2 separate regions of the Zea mays genome follow, and region 1 is linked to region 2. Evidence: chromatin contacts called from public Hi-C data. All regions are on one chromosome and are shown on one strand. Each heading gives the region's core, a stretch centred on a gene start, on an enhancer-like site or on the middle of the called end of the contact. The rest is flanking DNA. Distances are from core to core; before and after follow the strand shown.

The links. A called contact is a pair of places that touch in the nucleus more often than the background predicts.
Region 1: a Hi-C map of ear shows a contact between it and region 2, with 6 times the contacts expected there. The contact joins the promoter of LOC100274783 here to the promoter of LOC100217205 in region 2. A contact is called at or near these places in 6 of 25 Hi-C or Micro-C datasets (ear, leaf, root tip and 2 more).

The regions. Positions count from the first base shown.
Region 1 is chr4:147,548,818-147,552,260 of Zm-B73-REFERENCE-NAM-5.0, forward strand. LOC100274783 (putative protein of unknown function (DUF640) domain family protein) reads right to left here and starts at 1,754. Exons shown (of 3, transcript NM_001149066.1): 1 at 1,549-1,754; 2 at 1,345-1,448; 3 at 300-1,124. The coding sequence starts at 964. The coding sequence ends at 356.
Region 2 is chr4:147,413,385-147,416,674 of Zm-B73-REFERENCE-NAM-5.0, forward strand. It overlaps LOC100217205, which reads left to right and starts at 1,489. Exons shown (of 3, transcript NM_001143563.1): 1 at 1,489-1,780; 2 at 1,903-2,174; 3 at 3,156-3,290. The coding sequence starts at 1,612.

The sequences.
Region 1 (3,443 bases), core at 504-3,003, 140 kb after region 2:
TGTATGCAAGTCGATCTACAATGAGCAATGCTGGATGAAAAAGTTATAAAAAGCTAGCAATCATATAATTCATTGATCAAATGACAAGATTTGCTTCCACCGGCAAATTAAACTGATTGACACCAAAAATAAGCGGTAGCTAGGAACTGAAGCTAGTAGCAGCAGAGAGAGCAGAAGCACAATAACAATGTAGGCACACGATCTGCGGAGAGTCTAACCGAAGAAGAAGAAGAAGAAGCAGTAGCATGGCGCGAGCAAAATGGTAGGAGTAAGTAGACCGTGTGCATGCATGCAGCCGCAAATCGATCGAAACTACATAAAATATGCTCAGTCCGGCCGGCATACCATGGGTTCCTCAGCCCGACGCGCCGGCGGGCGGCGGGTGGTGAGGTCCTTGGCCGCCTCCACTGCCGCTGGCGTGATCAGCCGGCCGCTGCGCCTTCTTGCGCTTCTTCTTCTCGTAGCTGACGCCGCGCGCGCGGGCCTGGTGCTCGCGGACCTCGCGGAGGTAGAGGCGGACGGCGCGCGCCGCGAAGGGGTTGGACTCCGGGCGGCCCCCGTTCTCCTCGAAGGCAGCGCGGAGGCGGCCCACCAGCGCGTCGAGGCTACCCCAGGCCTGGCGCAGCGGGCAGGGGCACGGCGCGGGCGGGTTCGGGTGGCCGAAGAAGGGGCACGCCGGCGTGTGCACCTTGGTCTTGCCGAACTGGTCCAGGTAGCGCAGGAACTCCAGCACGTGCGCACCGCTGCACTGCGCCAGGCTCAGCGGCGGCCGGTGGTTCCGCAGGTACTGCCCGAACGTGTTCCAGTCCCGCCGCTTCTGCGCCTCGTACCGGCTCGGCGTCTGCGGCGTGCCGAAGCCCGCCGACGGAGACGCCCCGCCGCTGCTCGATCCCCCGGCTCCGCCTCCGCCACCGCCGCCATCACCACCGCTTCCCGGGCTCTCGGGGTTCGGGGACAGGTCCATCAATTAATCTGGCATCCACGAATCAGATACAAACACATGAACGACTGACGTGACGACGCAGCCGATGATTACATGCACCTTTTGGGGGATCTATATATCTGGGTGCCCCCTCCCTGCTGCCTGCTCGAGCTCGAGCCTCGAGCTCGATCTCTTCTTTTGCCTGTCCAATTGTCCATGCATGTGAGTGTGAAGGCGATGCATTTTTCATATTTATGCATAAAGGAAAAGGATACTTGCAAGAAACATTATTTTTCAGAGCAAGATTAGTGTATGATATGAGCTCAGTAAAATTACATGTGGGGAATGGATTCTACAGTAATTTCTTGGAGGGGGCAGCATCCAGTCATTGGCGCGCGCGCTCCCAACAAGCAAGTGTGTACCTTTGGTGGCGACGGCGCGGCTGATCTCGTCGACGGCGGCCGCGTCGGAGTGGTGGGTAGAGAAGCTTCCTCCAGGCTCCAGCAGAATCTCTGAACTGCTGAAGCTGGCTCGAGATTCCGCAAGGAGAAGAGATGAGGAAAAAAAAGGAACTTGCTTGGACTTGGAGAGTAGCTTAAGTTACAGCCTTACAGGTGCATACATACCCTTGTTGCTCAGCAGGAGACGGAGACTGAGACTGGAGGGTTGGTAGTGGTGGCTGGTTGCTAACTGGCGTTGCTCGTGCGTCTCATATATAGGCCCATTATTGATCTGAGGAGGAGAGCTCCATATCATGAACGGGAAGAAGGCGTGGGGTATCGTATTTGCATGCCGCCGGCTACTATTTTTAGGAGTGGGGATGTGCAGGCGTGGTGGTGGCTGGATTGTTTGGCCTAAAAAAGGGAGATCTACGGAGCAACTGGGAGACGGGAACAGAGACTCCGGAGACGCGGTACTGTTTAGGGCTTAGGTGAAAGGGATGACAAGGACACTGAGGTGAGAGGCGACATCACTAAGGTAAAAAAATATTTTTTCCGTCACTTCCCTCTCTCTCTCGATCGAGTGGAAGCGGTGGCTTGGGGTGGGTGAAAGCAATGGCGGCAGCTTGGCAGGCCCCGCCCTGGCCTCCGTTTGTATAGTGCAAACAAACGGTGTCGGTGTCCTCGCTGCCCCCCGTCGACGGCCGTCGCCGGATGCGCGGTGGACACGGCCAGGGTCCCGCCTGAGAGTCCAAGGACCAAGGCCCGGGGGCGCGGCCGCTCGGGGCGCCCTTGGCTCCGTGACGGGCGCACAGCCGCACAGGACATATCTAGGGCGTCCAGCATTCAAAGGACGAACCCTAAAGAGGTGGGGGCCGCACCTGTCCATACGAATGGTGACGGTACGGGCCCACCCGCGGGGGCAAGCCCTCGGAGCCGGAGCCTGTAATAAATGCGGCTCCTTGCTTGTCCTTGTGAAACGACAAACGGAAGAAAAAAAAACTCTGCCCCGGAACCCCAGTTGTGAAATGTGCTCCAGCCTCTCCGGGTTCCAGCTACGACCTATACGAGCCATCATTCGCTCAAAGAAATCTCCCTCCTCTCTTGGAGCTTTGATTAGATTCCTCTGACTGCCGCCAATTTTTTTTTTTTTGCATTGCAGTACTTCTGCAACGCCTTTATTTACCCGCTATAAAGAGTACCAATTCTGTAAAATTAAAGCAGGAGCAGTTTATTTGTTGAGGCCAAGCACCGGTCATGATATACAATGCATGTGCCATCCCTACCGGAATTTGACACTTTGCAGAGTGCCGTATTCTTTACCGAGTGTTTTTTTCGGGCACTCGGCAAATAAACTTTTTGCCGAGTGCCACGCAAAAAATCCTCGGTAAAAGAAAACACTCGGGCGAAGAAACTATTTGCTGAGTGTTTTATTTTTGACACTCGACAAAGAGTTTCTTTACCGAGTGTATTTTTTTGACACTCGGCAAAAGGCTCTTTACCGAGTGTCATAAATACAAATCTCGGCAAAGAGCTCTTTGCATAGTGTTTTTTCCAACACTAGGTAAAAACAATTTAAAAATCGTATTTTAAAGCAGTAAATTAATTCAAATGAAAAAGTTTTCAACTACAAATTTATATAATTCATCATGATGTACAATTTATATATTAAACATTTCTTCATATGATAAAATAAAAATAAATTTGTTCATAAAACCTATCTCTCTCGTAGTTTATTAAACTACGAGAGAGACGTATAGAATTTGTGCATATTGTTAGAACCATCATGTGAGATAAACAAATGACCAAACAACCAAAATAAACTTTGTAGATCTTGAGATGTTATAGAAGTTTGTAGTTGATAACTTTTTCATTTGAAGTCATATTGTCAACGAAACTAATTTTGAATTTAAAAAATTTAAAATTTGAATTTTAAAAACGATCTCGAAAGAAAAAACCACCAGCATAAAAGTTGTAGGTATTGAAGAGTTATGAAACTTTGTAGTTGACAATGTTTTGGTTTGAAATCATCTTGTTATGCAAAACTATGTTTGAATTTTGAAATTTGAATTTTTCAAACT
Region 2 (3,290 bases), core at 239-2,738:
AACCGTCTCGTAACCACATGTTATACGTAAGGCTAGCGACGTCTAACACAATGGCGTCAGGGGACAACGCTTATGATTCGTTTTCTCTGGACCATGCCATATACAATAGTACTTGAAATTCTTTGATGATGTTGATGGCCGAAGTGGCTTGAACCCTGTTATAACGACTTACGCCCGTCCAATGCAAGATGCAAACACATGTGAATGCTGTCCCTGTTTAGATTTATCAGCTACTGCTACGCGCGTAAGGATCCAAACGATTCTAGCTACAACGACAGGTATATATATATATATATCTAAACTTTACCTGAAGACCGAAATATATATATATATATATTAATCATTTGGAACGTAGGATTGATAAAACATAAAAATATATACAGGAATAGAGTTGCATGACACTTGCAATTGTATAGGAAAATTTTCCAAGAGGTTAGATCTCATGTAAGAAATCCTACAAAATCTCTCTACAATAGTAGACCCATATTTCGTAATTAGGAATTTTATAAAAAATATTTAGGAACTCAATCCTTTATTCCAAAGGACCACACTAATTCGCCGTTTAGATAAAATGATCTGAAATATATTTAGCTACGATTTAAACAGTCGTATAGCTAATCTTCAGCTGAGTAAAATTATAAAGCTAATAAATTAAAGCTTCGCACGATGGCCGAAGGCGATCGAGCTAGCTATAGCTGATATATATGGCGTGCACGAGTAGGAACTCGCACGCACGTCACGATCGCCGCGTACGATGTATAGCTATCCACCCGGCCGCTAGCTATAGCTAATTAACGACCTCAATTGCGGAATAATCAAGTTGATGGCGATCCCTGGTTCCCACGTCATTAATGTCTTGTTCGATTATTCTCCTTATTTATAGATTAGATGTAATTGAAAAAAATTAATAAGTTTAATTTAATTAGAATTTAAATCGACCTAATTTTATTCAAACTACATGAATTGGAAGCTAATCGAACAAAACCTCTAGCTAATCGAACAGCCCTTGCCTTGCCTCCGCCCGGAAACATGCACGCGCACACGTAAAACGACCGCACGTCAAGGCCGGCCGGATCGGAGAGCTAGTAGCTGATCGAGAGACCTTTTACACGGACAAAAAGTACTAGGGCTAGTAGGTGTACATCGATTTGGCTCGCGTGTCACGCGGCTAATAATAAGAACGCTGCCGGCGGTTGGGGCGAGCAATCTCATGGTGATCTCGCGCATGCACCGTGTAGCAGGTGGATCGGATCCGATCGGAGCACGGGCGGCATGACCGGATGCGCGTTGCTTGGAATCTTTCCACCTGTACGCCTATAGCTAGCTAGGGGCTAGCTAGAGCCAAGTAGCTAGATCGGTTCGTTTCACTTGTTGCCTCAGCAGATAGAGCCAAGTAGCTAGAGCCAAGTAGCTAGAGCCAAGTAGCCTCCTCTATATAACGGAGTTCCCTCGCGACCAACTCCGGTCACACACATACTTGTTGTATACCGCCTTTGTTCGGAGAGAATCATCGAGTCGGATAGAGTCCAGGGCTCCAGGCGCTGCGTACTGATCGAAGAGGCGTGTCTCTTCGATCGACCTCCAGGCTTCCAGCTAGCTAGCTAGCGAGCGATGGCATTGAGGGAGATCGAGTCGACGCTGCCACCGGGGTTCAGGTTCTACCCGAGCGACGAGGAGCTGGTGTGCCACTACCTCCACAAGAAGGTGGCCAACGAGCGCATCGCGCAGGGGACGCTCGTCGAGGTGGACCTGCACGCCCGCGAGCCGTGGGAGCTCCCAGGTCAGTTCGTACGTACGTGTGTGAAGTGAACTAGCTAGCTAGCTTGATCGATATGATCATCGTCGTCGTCGTGGTGCATGCGTCTAATTAACTGGTGGGTCGTCGGTGCGGTGCGCGTGCAGAGGTGGCGAAGCTGACGGCCACCGAGTGGTACTTCTTCAGCTTCCGGGACCGCAAGTACGCCACGGGGTCGCGCACCAACCGCGCCACCAGGACGGGCTACTGGAAGGCCACGGGCAAGGACCGCGAGGTGCGCAGCAGCAGCAGCGCCACCGCCGTCGTCGTCGGCATGCGCAAGACGCTCGTCTTCTACCGGGGCAGGGCCCCCAACGGCGTCAAGTCCGGCTGGGTCATGCACGAGTTCCGCCTCGACACCCCGCATTCGCCGCCAAGGGTACGTACTACGCCGTGCGTGCATGTTACGTACAGCATTACACATTGCTCTATAGCCTATACACGTAACTAACCTAATTAACACGGGTTCAGATATTGCCAGTATGTATAATCGTCCGTCCAGCTGCGCTTACTTATAACCAATATATATATAATATATATAAGTATATAACTGCTCAATATAATCTCGCTCTAATATATTAATTAACACGGGTGACGGCGTTAGGTGCATGCCGCGCGCGGCCGGGGACACCGCCAGCTTATTCGCTCGCAATCATTCATTGTGGATTGCGTGCGTCGTCGACTTCAATCAGCTTGCAACAAAACACCAGCACGTGAAGAAACGTCTGATCCTGTCGTCCCCATCTCAAGAACGTCCCCGTCCTGCGCGACCGATGCTGTTCCCACAGCCCACTTATATTAGCACATAATCTAGACTTGATGATGGGCCGAGATTTCGGCCTGTTCACAACGCGTTATTATTATTATTAGTTAATTGCTCCTTGTGCGCGAGTGCGACTGCGACTGCAAAGCATCAGTGCAAGGACGGCGTCCTCGACCTCGACCAGCACAGGCGCGCGGATAGATAGATCGGCCATGCCCATGCACAGGCGGCGCCAGACAGACACACGCACGTACAGTACTACAGTAGTTCGTACGAGGAGCGTAAAAGCAGCCAGCAAGGCACAGACTGTGGGCCAGCCATATTTGACTGCCTGCTTCCCTGCGCTGCACAAATAATTGGTTCCACGCTAGTTCCCCCCCCTCGTGCCCGAGCCACCACCTACTAGCACACTAGCGCTCCAATATATGGCTACGGATCGGACGAGTACAGTACGATAATTGGCGGACGGCCTCACCTCCAAACTAGGAGTACGTTGCATGCACTGATAAAGATATATTACACATGGACCAATTATATGTGCCAGCATTTATCAGTTCTATCTCTCAAGTCTGAATTGAGCAATGGCAATCGCTGCAGGAGGACTGGGTGCTGTGCAGGGTGTTCCAGAAGACGAAAGCCGCCGACGGCGACGGCGATGGCGGCGCCCAAGACGGCGACTCCTCGTCCCCGCCGGCCGCCTTCACCGGCCCGTCACGGCCACGCGCCGTGTCA